Linked DNA regions of Danio rerio: all the other regions are linked to region 1. Evidence: chromatin contacts called from public HiCAR-type and HiChIP or PLAC-seq data. All regions are on one chromosome and are shown on one strand. Each heading gives the region's core, a stretch centred on a gene start, on an enhancer-like site or on the middle of the called end of the contact. The rest is flanking DNA. Distances are from core to core; before and after follow the strand shown. Region 1 has its middle 35 kb from the start of ntmt1. Region 2 holds the start of ier5l (immediate early response 5-like). Region 3 has its middle 60 kb from the start of ier5l. Region 4 has its middle 80 kb from the start of ier5l.

Evidence for each region. HiCAR-type assays count read pairs that join an accessible place to other places. HiChIP or PLAC-seq counts read pairs in DNA pulled down with a chosen protein or histone mark.
Region 2: a contact with region 1 is called in an H3K4me3 HiChIP or PLAC-seq map of gastrula embryo, with 10 times the contacts expected there. The contact joins the promoter of ier5l here to the enhancer-like site in region 1. A contact is called at or near these places in 7 of 18 Hi-C or Micro-C datasets (caudal fin, embryo, fibroblasts and 3 more) and 3 of 4 datasets of contacts at active chromatin or transcription factors (caudal fin, gastrula embryo and pancreas).
Region 3: a contact with region 1 is called in a HiCAR-type map of caudal fin, with 5 times the contacts expected there. The contact joins two enhancer-like sites. A contact is called at or near these places in 2 of 18 Hi-C or Micro-C datasets (caudal fin and embryo) and 1 of 4 datasets of contacts at active chromatin or transcription factors (caudal fin).
Region 4: a HiCAR-type map of caudal fin shows a contact between it and region 1, with 5 times the contacts expected there. The contact joins two enhancer-like sites. A contact is called at or near these places in 3 of 18 Hi-C or Micro-C datasets (caudal fin, embryo and hematopoietic stem cells) and 1 of 4 datasets of contacts at active chromatin or transcription factors (caudal fin).

The regions. Positions count from the first base shown.
Region 1 is chr5:33,158,128-33,161,411 of GRCz12tu, forward strand. It overlaps a transcript of ntmt1 not described here. Among named protein-coding and RNA genes, the nearest start is that of ntmt1, 35 kb to the left of the region's middle. Within about 2 kb of position 1,619, at least 46 of the 62 cell types and tissues checked have an H3K27ac peak or open chromatin away from gene starts, as enhancers often do. A contact at or near this core is called in caudal fin, gastrula embryo, hematopoietic stem cells and 2 more, where this site is marked.
Region 2 is chr5:33,409,993-33,413,276 of GRCz12tu, forward strand. ier5l (immediate early response 5-like) reads left to right here and starts at 1,619. Exons shown (of 1, transcript NM_199754.1): 1 at 1,619-3,284. The coding sequence starts at 1,753. The coding sequence ends at 2,670.
Region 3 is chr5:33,349,534-33,352,817 of GRCz12tu, forward strand. No RefSeq gene overlaps it. Among named protein-coding and RNA genes, the nearest start is that of ier5l, 60 kb to the right of the region's middle. Within about 2 kb of position 1,623, at least 11 of the 62 cell types and tissues checked have an H3K27ac peak or open chromatin away from gene starts, as enhancers often do. A contact at or near this core is called in caudal fin, where this site is marked.
Region 4 is chr5:33,329,934-33,333,217 of GRCz12tu, forward strand. No RefSeq gene overlaps it. Among named protein-coding and RNA genes, the nearest start is that of ier5l, 80 kb to the right of the region's middle. Within about 2 kb of position 1,453, at least 43 of the 62 cell types and tissues checked have an H3K27ac peak or open chromatin away from gene starts, as enhancers often do. A contact at or near this core is called in caudal fin, where this site is marked.

The DNA of each region.
Region 1 (3,284 bases), core at 369-2,868:
TTAGTTCCACGAAATGAAGTTTCAATAACTGTTATTGTTCTGTGGTGCAAAGAGCACCAATAGTTATAGGAACTATCAGAAGGTTCGTTGAGTATGACAGACACTTCTTACTTCCATTATATTTTTAACCATTAAATTCAATCAAATGAAACAGTAACTTTTGGGTTACTAACATTCTTTAAAATGTCTTGTTTTGTATTGTTTACACATGTTTGGAATGACAAGATGGTGAGTAAATAATGCCAAACTATAATTCTTTTAACTATCCCTTTAAATCAAGTAGAAATCTGATGACAAGGTTTAAGACCTTTAGTAATAACACGATAATAAAACATCCAAGTCTCAGAAATCTATGAATCAAAGAGTCACTAGCTTCTCTTCGTCATATTGTTTTGAGATTAGCCTCCTCTCCTCCTTCCACATAATAGTAACGGAACCTGAAAATGTGTATCAGGAAAGCAGTCATCTCCTTCCATGAGTTCTCTCCTACACCCACTGTTTCCCCCTATTACACAGAAGCCTTCAGGAAGTGCGTCATAACTAAGGAAGTACTTCCAGGAAATGGAGCCAAAGCACAAAAAAAGAAGGGAGGATACAAATATTCTGAATGGCCATCTTATTTTGTTGCTTACTTCTTTTATCAAAAGGTGCAAACAAAGATAAAAGTCTCACTAAGTCCAAAGATCCTTGAATATAATCACATCTGAAACCAAAGCAAAGTAGTGGTGTGACATCAAGGTAGGTTAAAACCAGTGAGATCTCAGTTGTGCAGTTGTGACTGTAAACCTGTGGTGGTGCTCTCATTTCAACTCACAGTAATGTGATTAATGTAGTAGCAGCTATTCACCATCAGGTGGCACTGTTAGTTAGGGCACTTTCCAGTGTTTTTGACCCAGCCCTTGCCCAGTACTCAGCGCTGCTAGCAAAGGAAGAGATGAAGTGGACTATTTGGCCCATAAAAAGTACATGGGCTGAGTTCAGTGACTGGAAATCACAGAGGAGATAGGGCAGGGAGCGGAGGTGAGTCAACCTCATCTGCCACAGCAGGACTCATGCTTTTAGCACCAAAGCACTCATCAACACACTTTGTCAATTTAAAAAAAATTAAAGTTGTTCCTGTTTACCAACTATAATTCTTGTAACAAATTCCATGAGTTTCTTGGATCAATGACAAGAAATTGCATTCAACCGTAATGCCTCAAAAATGTCACTGTACAGTTCTACGCTGCTCAACCTCAAGCCTGGGTTTTGTGTGTTTGTTCTCCAAGTTAAACAGCCAACCCTTATGAACACAACTTTTAGAAGCTCAAATGAAGTTATTCTACCAGACTTTATGTTGTTGGGGTGCTTTGGCGAAACGTAGAGGCATAAAGAAGAGCTGGATGGTTGTGTACTCTAGGCAAAACTGTCTCTGACAGAGTTAGCTTTAATGTGTGCTCTAAAACCTCTTCAGCTCCAGAGCAGCACCGCTCTTGTTTACCAGGAAGAGACTGACGTGGGATGTTACATAAGATTGAGTCTGCCTTTCACAAAAAGTAGTAAGGGGCAATCTTTACAACCTGCTTGTTGTATGTTAAGTAGGCTACACCAGCCTAGGAAGCAGTATCACCTTCTGTGTTGGGTGTGTGTTGTGCTAAATAGGCTGAATGTCTCTGAAGGGTGTGGCAAAGCAGGCATGTGAGTGTGTGTGTGTGTGTGTGTGTGTGTGTATCTATGTGTGTGTGCGTGCGTGCATGCGTGTGTGTGTGTTCACATGTGTTGTGCACTCACTGCCGGAAATTTAATCCAAAATTTCTTACTACTGATATAAAATTCTTATTTTACAGCCAAGTTGAAAAGGTATGTTGTGTATACTGTAAACTCACACTTTTTGGTCACATCAATAACCCATGATTATTTTTTTCCTATTTAAAATATAAAAATGTTTACAGAGTGATATTTTAATGATCCCTTAACTTTCTGATCAGTTGTTTTACAAAATATGTTTTAATGTTTCAATATAATGTTAATATATGCTTTCTTTGTGAATTTATGTTTTGAGTTTTTATAATAAATGTCACATCCATGACGTTGGAATTGCTCCCATACTTTAGTATAAGTCACAAACTTCTGGTTGGTCTTTCATTACTATAATTTTTAGCTTTTTTTTCAAGTATGAAAACATTTTTGCACCTAATGTCCAGTCACCTTATAACAGATAACTGTGATTGACTGTTTGTATAAGTATTCTTTGTTTATATGGACTGTTCCACAAAAATGTTACCACAAAGGAAGGACAATTCTGAAGACTAAAAAAGGTACCTTTTTAGCCTGGAAAAATTTAAAATGCAGGGGCCTTAAAGGGCCTAGGGCTCAGAGGAACCAGATGTTCAGAGGCATAATATCTCAAAATGAACCAAAGTATAAACCACAATGTGGCATTCACTTCTATTAAATGTATTCATTTATGATCAGTTTAACTCCATCTGCATATCTTTTAGCTTGAAACATTTTATGATTTCTCTATATTCATTCATTTTCTTTTCGACTTAGTCCCTTTATTTTTCTGGGGTGGACACAGAGGAATGATCCGCCAACTTATCCAGCATATGTTTTACACAGCCGCAACCCATCACTGGGAAACATCCATACACTCTCATTCACACTCATAAACAGATAATTTTAGCATACCCAATTCATCTGTACCACATGTCTTTGGATTTGTAGGGGAAACCGGAGCACCTGGAGGAAACCCACGCCAATACGGGGAGAACATTCAAACTCCACACAGAAATGCCAACTGACCCAGCCGAGGCTCGAACCAGCGACCTTCTATATATTCTTCTATATATATATTTAGGGGAATAATACTTAAATATTTAAACAATATAAAATCTGTACAAAATGTAGTTTAGTTTGTTAGACAACAAAAATAATGTTAGCCTATTGTATATTTAACCGATCCAATCTATGTTTACATAAGTTTACTAAGCTTGCTAGTACAACTTAAACATTTGGTTGTAAACTTTACTCCCTTAAAACATGATTAACAATGATCTGTTTTCATGACAAAAGTAAAATTGTAATATCAGGCTATAAACACTGCTCAGCATATAATAATATTTTCTTTAAAATTATTACTTTCTACAGGATGCTTTATAATAATATTTTTGTGTATATAGATTAGATTAGTCGGTACCAAAGACAAAATTGGATCTAACAAAAAAAATTTAAATCACAGTTCAAAAATTAGTACACCCAAAATAATATGTGGGAAAAAAATATTAAATACAATTTTAATAAAC
Region 2 (3,284 bases), core at 369-2,868, 250 kb after region 1:
TTCGGGGATACTAAATAATATCTGAACAATAAAACAATGCTGAAGGTGTTGTGTTAATTTTGTGCTTAGTATCTTAAAGTCTTATATATCTAAAGTTATGGTACTGACTAGTATGGCATAACTGATTTGTAAAAAATTATTATATTATATTATATTATATTATATTATATTATATTATATTATATTATATTATATTATATTATATTATATTATATTATATTTATTATATTAATTCATTTTCATTTCGGCTTAGTCCTTTTAATAATCCAGGGTCGCCACAGTGGAATGAACCACTAACTTATCCAGCACGTTTTTACGCAGCGGATGCCCTTCCAGCCGCAACCCATTTCTGGGAAACATCCACACACACTTATTCACTATGGACAATTTAGCCTACCCAACTCACCTGTATCGCATGTCTTTGGACTGTGGGGGAAACCGGAGCACCCAGAGGAAACCCACGCGAATGAAGGGAGAACATGCAAACTCCACATAGAAACGCCAACTCAAATAGCCGAGGCTCGAACCAGCGACCTTCTTGCTGTGAGGCGACAGCACTACCTACTGTGGCACTGCGTTACTCTATATTATATTATAATATTTTATGTTATGTTATGTTATTTTACATTATATTATATTATATTACAATATATTATATATTTTTACATCGTATTATATTATAATATTTTATTTTATATCATATTATTTTACATTATATTATATTATAATATTTTATATTATATTATGTTATATTATTTTACATTATATTATTTTACATTATATTATATTATTATAAATTATATTATAATATTTTATTTTTCATTATAGTATTATACAGTATATTATATTATAATTTTTATATATTATAATATATCATTTTACATTATATTATTTTACGTTACATTATATTAAATTATTTTTCACATAATTAACACTTTTTATCATTGCTTTAGCTTGAAATATACGAATGCATAGAACTGAAACTTAAAATAAGACAAAAGTATATGTAATGCACGCATAATAACGTTAATAGTTATTATTTATCACGAAGATTGAATAATTCAACACTTTAATGTTTTTTTCTCCTTTTTTTCACTGACCTGTAATTAAAGTTACATACTAATTCGTTTACATGGTTTGCATTCAAGTATGCGCGCGTATAATTTAGAGTATAATCTTGAAAAGTTATTTTTTCTCATCTAATAATTTATTATTTTTAATAATTTAATCAAGTTTTTTTATTATTATTTCAGCCCGTGCATGTGAAACATGCAGTGCTTTGTTGTTTTTAAATGTAGTTTTCAGTAAGTTTGTAAACTTGTGTGACATCCTTCAAGTTGTCTCTCCGGCACACATGACAAGAGCGCGCACTCCGATGTACAATGCGCCTCATGAGAACATTCCAGTTTGGTAAAGTCAGTTTGGAATTTGAATAGCACAGAAGAACCGCCTCTCTGTGATTGGACAAGATCAAAACCTCTGAGAGGAATCCGCTTGTCACTCAACGGCATTCTGGGCCTCTGATTGGCCGCTGGCGAAGTGGGCGTAAAGTTCTCCGCCATATATATACTATGGCAGCAAGCGCAGGCTAATGATTGCCTACGCTCACACGTTGAGGCAGAAACGACCGCGTTCAATGTTTCTCCACAGAGCTGACTTAAGCCTTCGTCCCCGAACGAAATATCGTGATTCTGACTAAAAGAAAGTTAGTTTCCTTCGTCGGAGAGGTGGGAAAGCATCAGCAGCCCGACCATGATCAACACCATGGAGTGTGCAGTGGATGCACAAAGTCTGATTTCGATATCTTTACGGAAAATCCACAACTCCCGTACGCAGAGAGGAGGAATCAAGCTGCACAAAAACCTGCTGGTCTCCTATGTGCTGAGGAACGCCAGGCAGGTCTACATGAACGAGAAGTACGCGGAGATCTACAGGATGCAGCAGTACGAGGAGGTGATGACGGTCTGCAACGAGATCCAGGAGCTGAACCCGCTGGATCTGGCGGAGGACTGTGAGGATCAGACGGCGGACTGCTGCGGCAGCGCGAGCGAGTCAGCGAGCCTCTGCGGCGCGCTCCTGCCCGCCGTCGGTCACCAGACTTCACCGGCGGCGCAGCACATACAGCCGGCCAGCGCCTGCTCGGTGCCCCTGGCTCTCCAAAGCGAGGAGGTGTGCAAAGCGGCGCCGGAGCCCTCGTTCTACCGCAGCTGCTGCGCGGAAGCCTACCCCGTGTCCAACTGTGACTTTTCGCCGGTAAACAACATGCACTGCAACAAAACTACAGTGCTCGACTTGGACACGCATGTCGTTACCACAGTAGAGAACGGGTATTTGCACCAGGACTGCTGCGCTTCGCTCCAACAGTGCTGCCAGGGCGCACAGAGCCCGGCCAAGAAACGCAAGCTTGACTTTGGTTACTACGTGTCCGAGATCGAGGAGGCACCGGATTTTACGCCGTGCAAAAGAGCGAAATTCGAGGACTCCTCATACGCGATCACGGAGCCCTTAGACACGTCGAACATTTCCAACCTCATCTCGATCTTCGGCTCGGGGTTTTCGGGACTGGTGAGCAGACAAGCGGACTTGGAGCAAGCCTTAAACGGACAGTTCTGTAGCAAACAAGCCCTGGCGAGTTTAGGGGCTTGGACGCGAGCTATTGTAGCCTTTTGACTCTGTGGTTAATGCGAATTCAGATACTTTATGAAATTGTACAAAGTCTAAGACAAATTGACTTTTATTTTTGCAGCAAAGTTATTTAAGCCTTTCTGTTTTTATTTTTGGTTTGTTTTTGGTTTCGTTTCAGTGGGGGAGGCGGACAGTGGTTGTAGCCTACCACTTGTGATGTATCCTTTAAAACAAATGTCGATATTACAAACAAACGAAGTTGAATTTCGTTGCCTTAAACCCAACGCAGACTGCTAGCTATATGGCCACAAACATGGGAAGTCTCTGAATGTTTCGCTCGTGGATTGTTTCTTTTCTCTTTCTCCTCTTCCCCAGGAACTTTCGCAAAGATGTATTGTAAAAGAGCATTACTACTCACACGTAATGTTGGGAATAACGGGCTGCAAACGGGGAAGCCTACCCACTGCACGCTTATTTCTCAGTCTTTGGGCAGCCGTGTCATATTCTCTGACCAGTTTACCAGTAGAGCAGGCTACAGCAAGAGCTCGTGCTGTATGGAGCTCCAGGAAGAGCCCTGGCGCGCACAGACTACATTCTGTAATATCATATAAGGCAATCAAGTAGGCTAATGAAGGTGCAATATTTTGACCCCCCTCCCT
Region 3 (3,284 bases), core at 373-2,872, 190 kb after region 1:
GTATGTGTCTGTGTGCGTGTGTCTGTGTGTGTGTGTGTGCGGCGTGCGTAGTGAACTTTGTAACGACACTGTGTGTGACTCATCGTGGCAACTCCACAACAAGTACATCAAATAATCTTTGGTAAAGTTTTTACTGTAGTATTTTTCACAAACGTTACGTGAGATCTGCTTCCTTCATGTCTGTCACTGTGCTGTTTATCTGACGCAGTTGAGGCGGAGGCTGAGGCACACTCTGACAGGCACATGGGAACGGTGGGCAGGGAGAACTAGCCTTAAAGGCACAGGAAACAAAAACAGCTACATTGTGTTCAGAGCAGAAAATTCTAATGATCTGAAAGGTATAATAAATAATCTGATGAGTGTTTTGAGCTGAAACTTTACAGACACGTTTTGGAGACACAAAAGACTTATCTTAAATCTGGAAATAGGGGTAAAATAGGAGCTAAAATATGTTTTTTCCACAATGATGCCTCTTGTACATTCATTCATTCAATTTCTTTTCGGCTTAGTCCCTTTATTTTTCAGGGGTAGCCACAGCGAAATGAACCATCAACTTATCCAGCATATGTTTTACGTAGCCGCAACCCATCACTGGAAAACATCCATCCACTCTCATTCACACACATACACTACAGACAAGTGCTACTTACTGCGCCACCGTGACACAGACTTTTGTACATTGTCTTATTATCTTTTGGGAAAGCTTGTGTCATTTCCGTTCAAAAAAAAATCTTGCCGGTTGAATTAAAGTTAAAAAAAAAACTTTAAATCAGAATTTCCTAGGGGTATGAATAATTTCAGGCTATATATAGTAGTATCTGTGAAAAATGAAAATGTGAAAAGTGTCCATTGTATAAATACAAGTGTGACATCCCTAAAATCAGTAGATAAAGTGTTCATTAACAAACTCATTTGTCACATGCAACTATATTCTGAGGATTTAGTTCAGCTTAACACTGAGAGAAACAACATATTCAGCACAAGACATTGGTCCATACAAAGTGAGATCCCATTAGATTATCTACTGTCTTAAAGTAGTATTAAGTAAAAATGTTTTACAGAAAAAAAAAAAATTCTTAATGTCCTTTTTCTTTTAGTGAATTTAACTTTTACTTTACCAAAACACTTTTTACTGGCCTGTAATCTCAGAAATTGTGAAGCAATGGGACACAACACATATGTATATTACATAAATATCTTCCATAATTTCAAACACCTTGCAGCAAAATTAAGAGAAAACTATCCTAAATTGATATGACTCTCAGTATAAGTACTAATATATCAAAATAACTTATCAATTCCACTTAAAGCTACTCCATCTGTGTAAATTAAGCAGATATTCCTCTTTCATCTTATGTCAACACAACCATGCAGCACTGCTGTGGAGGATTTTCAGTGCCGCAGCAATGTACAGGCAGCAGCGACACACAAGGTGTCATCACGACCACAAATCACTTCCTTGTGAGTGTTTCTCTCTTACCACCCCCCCCACCCCAACCCAACTCTCTTTTTCTTCCTCTCTCTGTCTTTTTCACCTCTCCAGCGCGCCATATAGGACGGAGTTAGTATATATCTCAATTAGAGAGCAGGGGTTGGAGAGGGGGAGGGCTTGTGTCCAGGATGACTCCTCCCCCCGGTGCCCCGCACCAACCCACTTAAAGTGGAAGAAGCAGCACAGTGCCGTCTGGAGCCCTGTCAGTCAAAAGCCCTGCGGCCCTTTATGCAAATCAGTCTGTCTGTGCTGGACCGTGAGGGGAGGGGGAAACATGTCTAGATTTGTTTGTCATCCGTTATGCCCTCCTCTTCAATTCTTCCACTTCGTCTCTCACACACACACACACACACAGGCAAACACACACGCTACTATCTTCTGTCTTTCCCTCTACTTCACCTTCCCTCATGGTATGCCTTGACACTTTTATTCCTCCTTTTTTCCTCTACTTCTCTCTCAGGTCCCATAACCTGTCCACTTCTACAGCCTTGAGATGAGAAATTGTGACATAGCTGTGAAACTGGGAACCAGTGAGGTGAAGCATGCAATGCTACTGGGCTCTAGAAACTGGGTCGCATAAAAAGGGAGGCTAGACGTGTGCGTGTGTGCACATGACAAAAAAATCTTAAAGAGGTCTTGTTTTCAAAAAGGTGTGGATTAAAGTTGATTATAGATAACGTATAAATACATATTTATTTATAAAAACAAAAAATAAAATGCCTTTTAATAAACATGCTCTTCTATAGGTCAACTATATAATTGTTAATAGTTTTGGAGTGCTTTGAAAAAAGCAGAGGGTCTATTTACAGGGTATACGCAGAAATCCTAAAGGTAATTTCAATACATTTTTCAGACTTTTTAAAGACCATCTTAGAATATTTTAAGACCTCATTAGCACTTTAGGTTCTAATCAGTGTCTAACCTTTTAACTTAATAAACAATTGTTATCAAACAGTAGTTTTTAAATTAATCAATTGAGCACAACCATGCAATAGATCTCTGATAAGCTCGGAAAAAAACAAAGCTTGAAAAAATAAATTACGCGGTTGCTTTCCGCGACAGGCTTCAGCCGCTCATCGTTCTCCAACCAGGAGTATGCAAACTTACATTTTCCCAATTTACCGTCTGTTTCGCTCTGGTTTTGCTACATGTGAAGAACCTTAAATCATTTGTCGCAAATTACGTGACATCACCCGGACGGAGGAGCCTTGCTGGACGCGCCCCAACCCAAACCAATCGCATGGATCAAGCACGCTGTTAACATTAAGAGGAAAATAAATATATTTATGCTTTTTTGGAGTCAAACACTTTGGACAATGCTTGAACAAAATTTAAGACCTCGTAAAAACGCAATAAAGACTTTTAATACCTTTTAAGGGCCTTGATTTACACATAATTGATTAATTTCTTTTTAAAAACTTTTATTACTTTTTAAGCCCCCGCGAACACCCTGATTTCAAGTGTTCACACTTTGCTGATTATTGATAATAAAGCACATTTGGCATGCTGTCATAGGATATCATGATAAGCCCGGGTCTCCCTCCTGTTTAAAGAGTGAAAGGAGAGTTTGGCCGGGTCTCCCTACCGTTTGAAGAGCGAGAGAAGAGTTTGAGCTCAGGTAGGTCTCGAGAACTCCTCTGCTTGTGAACGTGCTGGGATATAGCTGGCTAAGAGTTTGTCTTAAGATGCTACTTTGGAGTAGTCAATTTACTTATGGTGTATGTCTTTAGACAGTGGGAAACCCAGGGAAAACCCACACGAGCACTGGGAGAACATGCAAACTCCGCACAGA
Region 4 (3,284 bases), core at 203-2,702, 170 kb after region 1:
AAATCACCTAAAAAACTGTTTAGTGTTTAAAATAAATCCTTCTGCGAGATGATTCCATAGCCATGTGTTTATTAGTCATGCTTAATCAATGAAAGCCGTTAAATCTTCTGTTTATTCAGCAACCACTATTCTCCCTAGGGGATTTCCTGGGTTTCTTTGTGTGTATTTGGACAAGTTCAAGGGTTTCCGCTAGAGCACCCTCTGGCCTTCGGAGGATATTTACTACAAATAACACCATGCTTTGCTCAGTCGTTCATGTGATTTCAATTAAATTAACCGCACAGCCATAGTTGAAAAGTTTTTACATGTTATATTTTATATGGATTAAATATAATTTTAACTTTATCTATTAATTTCAAAATTCTGTTTGCAAAAACAAACCTCATTGGTTCTTGTGAATTTTGCATGTATGTTGAGGCTTATGTGTTCTTTGTGTGATTTATTTGTGAATAAAGGTATTAATTAAATCTGTAATTAGATAAAGTGATCATATCTCTTTTACAAGACTATAAAGTTTAGATTGTGTTTTTACTGAAAGATAGAAACCTCTCAGCTTTCTTTAAACTACTGTATCCTAATTTGATCTGAAGTAGAAAAAAAATATGACACAAGGATGAGTAAATTTTGACAGAACTATTTTGGAGGAGAATGTCCCATCAAAAGTGAAAAAAAAATTCCAGGAAGTGACAGATATTTTCAGCTATATTTTGGAACCCATCTAAATTTCGTCTGGATTTTGACACTTGGGTATTGCGTTTAAAAAAAATGGAGGCAGATGATCAACCTCTAAAAGGTCACCTGAGAGAAATCGTCAGAGTCATCTCTTACTTTAACACTCAACCTTTGAGGGGTAGATACGACAACATGCAGGGTCATCCCTTTAAGGTTTTGTTCCCCTAAAGGTGCTACGTTTCCCCCTTTTTCTAGAAGTACAGTTTTGGGAAACTTTCTGCACAATAGAGAGAGCAAGCATAATCACTTTGTAATTGTCTTGAACCATGTAAAAGTAGGGTCTGCAGAATAAAGTGCCATTGCCGTGTTCTCTCCTCCACAGTAACGGTTGCTGTGGAGGCTGCAGTTGATGGCTATAACAGCAGCTGTCGCTGCAATGCACTCTGCAGCCCATGAGGAGCAAGAGAGAGAGAATGTGGGAGCAACAGAGATAGAGTGAGAAAAGTGGCAGAAGGGGAGAGATGGAGAGAGAGAGAGAGAGAAGGAGAGCAAGCGAAGGAGAGCAAGCGATATTTAAATAGAGCTGGGAGAGATATACCAAGGGAGGGTGGATAGGAGAGAGAGAGAACCTAAGAAGTCTAAAAAAATAGGGTTAGAAATAGCAGGCAAAAGAGAACTGCAGGCAGTATGAGCAGAGAAGGACTGCAAGGGAGAGAGAGGGACCAAAAAATGCAGTGGGAGCTGGTTTAGATTGTAATGAGAGAGGCCCTGCTCCGCTCTGTCAAGCTGAACTTGCTCCACCACCTCCAACCTCCACAATCACACATCACACACATTCCAGCCTAACCTCAGAGGCCGTGAGCGTGTGCGCACGTGTGAGCATTTGTGTAGCTGAGCATGGTTGTACACACTTTTTATGTGCATATGTGAAATCCAGAACAGATAAGGCGACACTGAGGTTTCTCCTGTCTGAACAAGACAGAGTGTAGACAAAACAGGATGAGGATGAAGCTTGGTTTTAAGTGATCTACTTCGCGTTTCAGAGCTTGTGTGTGTCGTGCATCTGTTAACGTGTGTGTGAGTTTCAAGCACTAAACTGGGCCGAGCGTTGAGGAAGACTGACGCAAACAAGGAGTGACTAACTATGTAAACACTGTAAAAATAGAGTTGCAGCAATAGTTAGGGACACAAGAACGAGGAAGTTTATAAACGGAAAATACAGAAACGTGACCATATACTCAACAACACACACAAGAGCAAATATTCAATTTCATCATCATATTTTTATACGCAATCCATTATAAAATCGAAACATTAACAAAATTGTCAATAGAAAAGGGAAACAGGATGCTTCATACTTTTTTACACTCAAAAATACACACACACACACACACACACACACACACACGCACAGGGTGAGAGGGAGGGGTGAGTCTCCGGCAGAGTTTCCTGCCACAGGATTTGAAACTAGAGCTCCTTCAGCTGTGGTCTCCTGTTTCCTCTCCCCATTTCCAAACACATTCATACATTGGGATGTAGTTCCGTAGCTGTATCCGATAGGATTCACGCTTATTAAATATGAGACTCAAATGTTCATTAGAACTTTGAGAGATGGCGAGGAAACAGTAATGTATTTTGTAATACATTCCCAGTCCAAATTAGCACAGGGTTTCTTTACCTAAAGCTATCTGTCCCAGACAGTGGAAGGGTCCAGAGCACAAGGACAAACATGCATCATGCAGATGGGGTTGTGCTAACCCCAAGAGCACAGCCACAGAGGTCAGAGGAAGTACACTACGGAGAAGCTCAACAGGGCTTCTTCCATTTGTAGCACTATTTAATCTTACAAACAAGTGGCACAATGATGGTATCAGAAACACCATGTTAAAGTTGTCTTATTATTCATGAGCTACACTACCTACAAAAGTCATGTAGAAGGTGGATTTTTCTGTTGAACTGCATCCCAATCATCTCAAATACTACAGAAGACATACTGGAACCCGCATGGAGCCAAAATTCTCACAGAAATCAGTTTGGTGAAGGAAAAATCATGGTTTGGGGTTACATTCAGTAAAGGGGTGTGCAAGAGATCTGCAGAATGGATAGCAACATCGACAGCATGAGGAGTCAAGACATTTGTGCTGCCCATTACATTACAAACCACAGGAGAGGGCAAATTCTTCAGCAGGATAGCGATCCTTCTCATACTTCTGCATCAAAGTTCCTGAAAGCAAAGAAGGTCAAGGTGCTCCAGGGTTGGGCAGCTTAGTCACCAGACATGAACATTACTGACCATGTCTGAAGTAAGATGAAGGAGGCATTGAAGATGAATCCAAAGAATTTTGATGAACTCTGGGAGTCCTACAAGAATGCTTTCTGTGCCATTTTAGATGACTTTATTAAAAAGTTATTTGAAAATTGCAGAGATGTATGGATGCAGTCCTCCAAGCTCATGGAAGTCATCCACAATATTAATTCTTTTACCACTGCTACATGACTTTATATTCTACACTGTACCTTATTTCTGTAAAGTGACAAGACTTTTGCCTAAGCAAAGTCAGACTTTACTGTCCTAATTAAATCAATAAAAATCAAGGCATGATCTAGAGGCC